Regions from separate parts of the Sus scrofa genome. Here region 1 is linked to region 2. A link is a contact called in public Hi-C data. All regions are on one chromosome and are shown on one strand. The core of a region is the stretch at or near the end of the contact, and the rest is flanking DNA. Distances in the headings are between cores, read along the strand shown. Region 1 overlaps ZNF407 (zinc finger protein 407). Region 2 has its middle 62 kb from the start of ZNF236.

What was found. A called contact is a pair of places that touch in the nucleus more often than the background predicts.
Region 1: a contact with region 2 is called in a Hi-C map of embryonic fibroblasts, with 2.9 times the contacts expected there. The contact joins two enhancer-like sites. A contact is called at or near these places in 3 of 47 Hi-C or Micro-C datasets (brain, embryonic fibroblasts and epiblast stem cells) and 1 of 2 datasets of contacts at active chromatin or transcription factors (alveolar macrophages).

What each region holds. Positions count from the first base shown.
Region 1 is chr1:149,460,497-149,465,486 of Sscrofa11.1, reverse strand. The region is part of intron 3 of ZNF407 (zinc finger protein 407); the gene reads left to right. Among named protein-coding and RNA genes, the nearest start is that of ZNF407, 54 kb to the left of the region's middle. Within about 2 kb of position 3,611, at least 15 of the 83 cell types and tissues checked have an H3K27ac peak or open chromatin away from gene starts, as enhancers often do. A contact at or near this core is called in embryonic fibroblasts, where this site is marked.
Region 2 is chr1:147,841,401-147,846,235 of Sscrofa11.1, reverse strand. No RefSeq gene overlaps it. Among named protein-coding and RNA genes, the nearest start is that of ZNF236, 62 kb to the right of the region's middle. Within about 2 kb of position 2,980, at least 15 of the 83 cell types and tissues checked have an H3K27ac peak or open chromatin away from gene starts, as enhancers often do. A contact at or near this core is called in embryonic fibroblasts, where this site is marked.

The DNA of each region.
Region 1 (4,990 bases), core at 2,362-4,861, 1.6 Mb before region 2:
CTGACTTTTAAGTATCATTAGCAATAACTAAAATTAAGTCACTGCATAGCAGTGATTGCTGGGTCTGGAAAATTCAATGACTAATTCTGACAATGAGCATTTATATTTGAAAAAACTTGGTAGTAGACAAACCATCGTATCATTGATATTGAAAGGATTTTGAGGAAGTATAAAATACAAGTTGCAGTTTTATTTCTTGTTCCTCAGGAACAGCATTATTATTTACCAACAGGTGCAGTTAGTATTCCTAAGTTGTTTCTGCAACCTGACCATAAATGAGTAAGGTAGCAGCTCTGTGTTTAAACAATTATGATTTTATTTTTATTTTCTATTGTTATGTTTTAATTTTTTTCTTGTGTGCTACTTTTTTTTAAGTTTTATTGAAGTTTTGTTGATTTACAATGTTGTGATAATTTCTGCTGTACAACAAAGTGATTCAGTTATACATGTACGCACAGAGCAATTAGGGTTTTAAATGTTCTCTAAGGGAAACATAAAGGCCATGGTTTGGCCCCTTTTTTCTTAGCTTCTGTTTTTATTTCTATGAAAATTGTTTCAATGCTAAACTGAGTAAAATATAGTACTAAAACTGTGATTATATATCTAGCTTATAATTTGGTAACTAAAGGCACTTATAGGGTAAATTCACTTAAAACTTTTAGTAACAATTTTGGAATTTGCATGGCTACATGATCTAAGAATGTGAGGCTTGGGAAAAGTAGGTTAATAGACCAAGAAAATCTCTTAGTGATAGAAAGCTATTTATACATAGAGTTGTATTAAAAATAACATATTAAACCACTAACTCATATATCTTTACAGATTTGAGATTGTGAGGCTGATATAATAAATTAAATTTTATCTTACTACACCTAGGATTGTTCATTTCTCTAGTCCACTAAATTAAGCACAAAGAATACTGGTTTCTTAGAGAGAAACATGATATTAAACATTTGCTCTAACTGTTCATTTCCAGTAGATGGCTACAGTTCACTACCAAATTGAACTTATAATAGATTTTTCACAGTAACTAAATCAGAAGATGAAGGTTGAATTACTATAAATGAGTTGCCCTGTACATTTTTCTTATTTCATGTGCTTAGTCATCTAGTGTCATTATTTTTTTTTTAAAGAACATCTTTTTAAAATGATTGAAAAGTGGTATTTTCACTTTTCCTTTTTGAGCAATGTGTAGTAATGCCATTATTTTCTTTTGTCACAAATTATTTACTTTTTAAAATTCAGTATTATATGAGGAGTACTAGTAATTACTAAGTTATGTAAAAAGGATACTATTATAAGAGTCCTTATAAATTCCATAAGTTATGGCTTTCCTAAATCCAGTCATTTTGTTTTTAAATTTATTTTAGCTTCTAAATTGAAGCACTTGAGTCATTTATCACTTGTGTTGTCTAATTACTGGCTTTCATTATATATTATTTCAAATATATATGTATGTATTTTAAAAAATAAGGGCTTTTTCATTAATCTGGATCTATACTAAATATCTTACACAGATACATAATTTAGTTAAGCAAAAATAATATAACTATAAGCTTTCTATTTGGAAAAATATGTATTAGTTTATAAAGTACTTAAAATTTGCATTACAAGTAGACATGTATCTGTCCACTAGGCTGTAGAAATAGCTTGTAAGCATAGCACCGAGGTGATAAGTATCATTATTGACTTTTCACCCTCATCCATAAATATAACTGCGATATCTGAGTAAATGAGTCTGAATTTATTGTGTATGTGGGGGTTTTGAATGCAACCCAAATGTGAAAACGATGAGACTTTTCTCGCTCCACCTCAAGACTACTGTATAATTTGTCTACCTTCTCTCACTGAATATTTGTTTTTCTTTGAGGTGTGTGTGTGTGTGTGTGTACATATATATCAATGTGATTTTATGTCCTCCAGGTATTGGTTGAACCAAGCGGTTCAAGGTTTAGCCTTTTCTTTTAATTTTACACGTGGAAATGAGGGTTTTATGTGATATTGAGACTGCAATTTTAGATCATTTTTTAAAAATCCACTGCCAGTTTATATGGCTGGCTACAACTGTTAAATCTATTATTGATAACATTTTCCTCAGCCATACAGATTATAAAAATAATGCCAATGTTCTAGGAGAGTTTTTTTTCCCACATTTAGATTTTATGTATAAATTTTACATTCTTCCCTTAGGACAAATGAATTATGTTTGCATTTTTTTTTTACTGATGCTTACGTATATATTTATCATTGTGATAGAAGTTGATTAAGAAATGGACCATAATCAAAACTAATTAAAAGAAATTTCATTCACACATTTTGTTAAGGGATAGTTGGAATATTCAGACAAAGCTTTGTGATTCAAAGGGACTTACAAGTCACAGGTTACTTTACATAAGAATAACTGATTTTTCTAAGACATTTAAATTTTATATAAATAAGAGGGATTTTTTTGTATGCAATTCATTTTTTACGGATGGGTAAAAACCTTAAAAGACAAAGGATATTTGACCCCACCCTGGGACCATGTAATGTAAGTTTACAAAAGGATCAAGGAACACAGATTTTAATAATGCAAACAGTATTAGTCCTGTCCCCTCTGGCGTTTTGAACCAGGACACACTGATTGTATACTTTGATTCCTAAACCGTGGAGATGTATCAGATGCCCTGGGGAGCACCTGGCCAAGCTAAGAACATTTCAGTGATTACAGGGTAGTGCCTAGAGGGCAATTAAGGGACAGGGCAAGAGATAGACAGTAATGAGTCCCGGTAGCACCTTAATGAACCTCCGAAAGGGAAGCAGAGTTAGGTAGACCCGTGGCTCAGAGGGAGAGGTTGTTGAGTAATGTGGAGATTATTTACCAAGACTATTATTTTTGTATCTTGATATTTATATAATCAGAGGCAAATTTTTAAATCCTCTTAATGTATTTAACATACCCTTTTAGATTGTGAATAATTTGAATTTTATTAATACAAGCTGTTGTTTTCACGTATTGCTTTTTACTGTGCTGAAGTTTGACTTAAATGATACACTTGTTTTGAATGTACTATTTTAATACATAATTTTCCTCACAATTGAGTTTGTAGGTGTGTTTTTCCTTTTCCGATTATATAGTAATTTTAGTCAGGTGTTGGAACTAGCTTTTTTTGTTTATCTGTGTAAACTTCCTGTTTGCTTATTCATTTTATTTTCTTAGTTGTTAATACTGCAGGGGAAAGCCTACTTTTGTTCATCTCGGTCAAACCTGTGAAAGCTGTAAAATTGAGAATAATCTCTTGAAATATATCTTTTTTTGCTGTAATTACATTAAAAAGGATTATAACAGATTTTTATATAGTGTTTGTGATTCATACAAGAGCATTGGATGATTTAAAATCCAGTTTATTTCCCTACTTCACCGCTGATTTTCTGACTCATATTTGTTGCTTAAAAGCACATTAATAGCATAATACAGATATATTTCTGTGTGCTTTCCTATTCGTCCACTTGCATTATTGTGGACAAAAAAAAAAAAAAAAAAAAAGGCAGTGAAAAGGAAAGCTGCTCTGAGCATGAGGTTTGATGTGGTAAACCTAGTTACTCATTAACCATGGTCTCCTGCAGCCTGATGCCCTCAGCAGGTATTAACGTATGGGCTCTCCTACCTCGTTGATCTTGCTGTGGGATATGCCCAAATGTACACCACGAGCTGAGAGACAACTGCTGGCTCCAAAGTGTTCACCTTCAGAGCACTTGGTTCTTGGCTTCCTGTTGATGGCATTGTCTGAATCACACACACCACCGCAGCAGTCCTTCCCTTGTTCTACAAATACTGTGCAGACTGCTGGGAGAGCCTGCAATGCTGTTTCTTGCTTTACCACTAGGGGGAGTCAAGGAGTGTCCCTGCAATTCCTCCCTCACTTCCCCCCTCCTCCCCCATCTCAGTCTGGGTCTCCTCCTCATCTCCCTTCCTTTCCCTTCTTTTCTTCTCTTTCCTTTCCCCTTCTTCCCTCCTATTCCTTTCTTTTTCTTCCTCTTCTTTGTGTAGTTACTGTAACCTTATCTCCCACTGCAATGGAATATCACTGCAATATGAACAGCAATTTTGTCTTTATATTTTCTTGAGTTCTTTAGTAAATGTCATATATTTTTCCTCACTGCTATTCACATACCTAGAGGATGGCAAGATTTTACAGTTTTAATGAGTAAAAGAACTCTTAGAAAAGTGTTACTACCTAAATGAATATTGAATTAAGTTTAAAATAAATAAAGCAAAACTTTGATGTATAAAATATCTAATATGATTGTATTAGAAATGGTGTATGTAAAAGCAATCATACAATAATTATTTAGAAACTGTTTTAACCTATTTTTGCTTTAATTAGAATGATTCTGAGATTATGAATATTTCTGTTTGTCTTCCTAATTCAGATTCATTTAGGATTGAATCTGACTTGGGTTTATGTTACATGATAACTTGCTTAGAATGTTCTCATTAAAACATTTATTCAACTATGATAGTCACTAAGCTTGATCTAAATATCCATAAATAAACATTTTAGCTTTATCTAAAAAGTAACCTAATGTGAATTTTAGTAGGAATTTAAGACTGTGTATATATATGCTTTAAATTGTGTAGTTAAAATATATTATACATATAATATGTTTCAGGTTTTTATATATCCATCTGGGGAAATTTGAGCACATGTTAATATTTTTCTCCCCAAATTTGCATTCTTTGGGTATTTAAAGATCACAGATTTTTTGAAATAGCTGGAGAACTTAATACTCATAAGTTTTGGGCCTTTTTTCTGATATCATAATAATTTTTGTATTTCTTAAAGATTAGATTTCAGTGATTTATTTTATCCTTGAAAATTCTTTTGTGTTTTAGAAAATAAACCTCTTTCATTGTTTGTCGAAAATGCTTAACATATGTAGAGTTGCTTAAGTACCATGTAGGATGTTATTACAGGATAAATTCATGTAAAAATGTATGTTTATGAAA
Region 2 (4,835 bases), core at 1,731-4,230:
CTCATGTATACTAGTTGGGTTTGTTAATCACTGAGCCAGGATGGGAACTTACTCAACTCTTTTGAATTGCTAAACATCTCTGCCTCTGCCCCATCTCTTCCCCCTTTTATACATGTTAATTTAGAAAAATTTGAAGGCTCATAGGCTCATGAACATTAAAAATTACTGGTGGATATTTGGTGTGTATCTATCTTAAAGAGTTTCATATTGCATGAGATCATGCATTTTATTTCCCTTGGTATTATGTCGTGTTTGTTAATATTATTTTTAATACATGATATATAATTATTTTCATGTATTTTATACCGCTATTATTAACAGTTGAGTACTATTTCAGCACAGGCAGAGCCTGTTTTATTGTGCTTTGCATTATTGCCCTCAGCAGATATCCTGTTTTTAACAGACTGAAGGTTTGCGGCAACCTTGTGTCCACTAAGTCTATCAATGCTATTTTTAACAGCATTTGCTCATTTTGTATCTCTGTGCCAGATTTTGCTAATTCTCACAATATTTCAAACTTTTTCACTATTATTATGATTGTTGTGGTGATCTGGCATTAATGAGTGATGTTTGATATTACTATTCAAAAAGACAATACACTGAAGGCTGAGGTGACAGAAATTTTTAGCAATAAAGTATTTTTAAATTAAGGTATGTACATTGCTTTTAAAATAGTGCTATTGCACACTAAATGGACCACAGTACAGTGCAAACATAACCTTTACATGCACTGGGAAGTCAAAAAAATTCATGTGAATTACTTAATTGCAATATTTGCTTTATTAGGGTATCAAGAACTGAACCCACAGTTTATCTTCAAGGTCTGCCTGTGTATGAATGTGCCAGAATTAAATTAACTAAACTCTTAAATCTAAACCCTGAGGTCATTTCAACATTTTTGCCGTTATAAAGTGCTGCCTCCAATCTAGACAATCAGCCTGGTCTGTACCCTTCTGAACCATTCCTGGTGGCCGAACAATTATATAAAAACTACATACTCATAAAGTTTTTAAAATTTTATTTTAAAAATGGTACAAATGGTATTATACCCCAAAACTCACTTATCTTACTTTAAAAAATATGTCATGAAAGATTCTTCCAGAGAGTTCTTTAAATAGCTGCATAATACATTATGGTATGAATATACTCCTATTTGCCCAGCCGTTTTCCTTGATAGGCATGCAAGTTATTTCTTGATTTTTGCAATGCAAATAATCCTATACTAGACACCCTTGAACATAAATACTAGTATATCCATGTGTTTACTTCCATAGCAGGACAAAGAATTGAAATTGCTGAGTGAAGTGGCATATTTGTAAGGTTACTAGATTTATTAGATGCACCTCTTATAGGCATTCACACCAAAGTGTATGAGAATTAAGTTTCTCTGTTTCTTTCAAACAGATGTTCCAGCTAGAAGTATCTTGTATGCAAAATATCACCAAAGAAATTGATGCCCAGAAAAGTAATGGGATTGTTGAAGGTCATATGGCTAAAAATCTCAGAGTCAGGACCAGGATCCAGGTCTCCCGATTCTCTGACTAGGGTTTTTTGCATAACAGTAGGGATGAGGGTGTTGCTATTGCTGGGTAACAAAGTAGTCACACACTTAGTAGCTTAAAAAAGAGTCATATATATTGCTATATTTCTGTGGATCAGCAATTTAGACTGGGCTCTACGAAGATGATTTTCTGAGTTGAGTTCTCTTGTGTCTCTGTGGTCAGCTATGGGTCAGCTCTCCTGTGCCCGCACCCTGCAGCATACACTCTGAGGCTTGTTTTCATGGCAGAGGCCCTAAGAGAGTGGAAATATCTAAGACCTCATGAGGCTTATATACTCAGGGCTATCAGATCATCACTACCCCATATTCGATGGTCAGAGAGAGCTGAAGGGCCAGCCCAGATTTGAAGGGTGAAGATCGACTCTGCCTCCTAAGGGGAGGAGCTGCAGTGTCACAGTGGAAAGGGCAAAGATGAAGAAAGACCTGGAGGATGGGAACCCTGTTTGCAAGCACGCCACCAAGTTGTCATGTTATGTTTTCCCCACTTTCCAAACAACTACTTTGGTATCATTTTGACCTGGTCGTTTGGAATATCGCGGCACTGTTAGAGCATAAAGATAAAAAAAGGAATGTTTGTCATGAAACCTTAAAAAGCTTTCCCAAGATATGTGCAGCACATTTGGAGCCCAACCATATTAGGTCAGAACTTATCCCATTAAAAAATAAATTTGTCACATCAGAGAAATTAATCACCATGACCATTTTACTCTCATTATTTGAAGTATGTTACACACAGAGGGTTGGTGGTTTTCTCTTCTTTACTGCTCTTTTGGAAAGTTCTGCAGCTGTGTCCGGCACCATTCGGAGTATGTGTCACTGGTGTCTTTTTTTTTTTTTTTTTTTTTACTTATTTTGTATGTGTGCCTTTTCCCCCTTTTATTATGTCTGTAATTTTTCCATCTCACACAATAAACAAATGAAGAGGAGGGATTTACAGGTCATAAAAATAGCGGGCCATAAATAAAGTTAAACATGGTAAACTTCCTCCTGATATTTCCACAAGAGTGTGTCCTTGGAGATGAAGGGTGGTCCGTGGTACAGGGCTGATGTGCCTCTCTTTGCTGTGACTACAGCCTGTGGCTGCAGAGACAGCCCAGCAGGGGCACTTGTGAGTGCTGGGGAGAGAGCAACTTCTATATTTAGCAACTTCTGGCTTCAGCCAAATATAAAATGGATTTAGGATGTGGGTTGAGGACAAGGAAGGGAGCACGCACATGTTAATATTTCATTTGTTCTTTCCTGAATCAGCAGCTTTGTGTGGAAAATGACCTTCTGTGACTTTCCTGTTTGTAGTCAAAGATCGGCATGGAGAGAAAAGACACTAATGTGGAACTCTGCTGACTTATTACACCAGGCATTTCATGCAGTCTATGTGGGCATGCTGGCCCAGCCTCTGCCTCCTGCAGCAAAGTCTCCACCTCTGAGCAATGGCGAGGGAGCGCCTGCCAAGGGGGCCCAGGATTCTGAGGGATGAAGCTGAGCATCCTGGGCGCCTTCCATGGTAGAAATCCATGATGTGGCTGAGAATGTTTATAATAACTAAAATAAGCATGGAGTTCAGAACTATAGGTTTCAGTAAAAAGCACTTTAGAAACATCCTGTACCAGAAACTCCTGTCCAAAGGGAACAGGATACGAAGAAAAGTGGAAACCCTATTGTTTACTTGGGGGTATGAAAAGAAATAGGTCAGTGATTTGTTTCCATAGCGACTATTATTGAAATAAGACAAACTGACACCAGTACTGAGTTATTCTGCTATTCAAGCCCTTTTAAAAGATCACTTTAATCCGAGTTAGTTCTTGAATATAAACAAGAAGATCAAGTTATCTTGCACAATAATTATCCTTTGCCACCTGCAAATGAGACTTAAAAAATAATAAAGTTAAAATAATCCACATTCATGCCATACCCAATTATGGGTTTAAATATAACATGGGTTTTAGATATAGGAATCATGTCCCTGGTATTTGCAATTTAATTCTAGTTCTTTTTTTTTTTTTTTTTTTGTCTTTTTGCCATTTCTTGGGCCACTCCCGTGGCATATGGAGGTTCCCAGGCTAGGGGTTAATCGGAGCTGTAGCCACCGGCCTACGCCAGAGCCACAGCAACGCGGGATCCGAGCCGTGTCTGTGACCTACACCACAGCTCACGGCAACGCCGGATCGTTAACCCACTGAGCAAGGGCAGGGATCGAACCCGCAACCTCATGGTTCCTAGTCGGATTCGTTAACCACTGCGCCACGACGGGAACTCCTAATTCTAGTTCTTAAAGTAATATTTGTTCTTGCTTTTCCTCCAAACTACAGAGCACTTATTTGCTGTTGTTGACCTCTGCAACCATGTGACAGGAGTCTGGGTTGTAAACCTGGGCCGTGAAGCTGACTCCTGGATGACCAGTTTTAATTTGACCTTCCAATCTGAGAGCAAGGAATGCGCTTTGCACACAGGAGTCCAATCGCTTCAGCCTTTTTGACCATTGAGTTGAATTACTGCCTGGTGATGCCTTCTGACATGATCAATATCCATTTTCAAGAAAATTAAGGTGTCCTCGGTGGCCAGGTTCAGCCTGTGCTTGTGGAGACACTTCCCAGTTAGGGGGGACAGAGAAAGAAACTGCTGTTTGGCCCCCTCCCTGCTCCTCTTCTCCTGCGGAATCTGGGTCGGAAGGATCCTGTTCCCTGTGGTAGGTTTTCTGTCTGGACCATTTCTTTGGCTCAGCTCTTAACTTTTGTAAACACAACTTAAGTGGGTCCGTTCTCAACCATGAGATGTGGAAATCAAGTCTCATCCTTTGTTCCAGACTCTTGGGGCCGAGGATGGAGGGGCTATGCGTGCAAGCGTGAGTGTGCTTACGTGTGTGCGGGAGAGTGTGTGAATGTGCATGAGTGTGAATGAATGTGAGACTGGATGTGTGTGAATGCAGGAGTGTGAGTGTGTGCACGTGGATGTGAATGTGAGATGGGATGTGTGTAGATTCAAGAGTGTGTTTGAGTGTGCACGATTGGGTGTGCTCGAACGATCTCCAGCAGGGAGAACACAGCAGGGGACGTGGACCTTCCCCAAGAGGGGTTCCTGGGCACAGGGACACCTTGGGGATGGTCCAGCACCTACCCTCAGATTTCTGGGTCTGGACCCCAGCCCCTCCCTGTCAGCAAGACAATCCGGGTCATTCTCCCGGGCTTTCAGCAATTTTCCTTCTATTGGACCGCCTCACAGGCATGTGGAGGGAGAAATGATTTCTTGAGTAAGAAGGAGGGGCGGTGGTTGTGGAGGC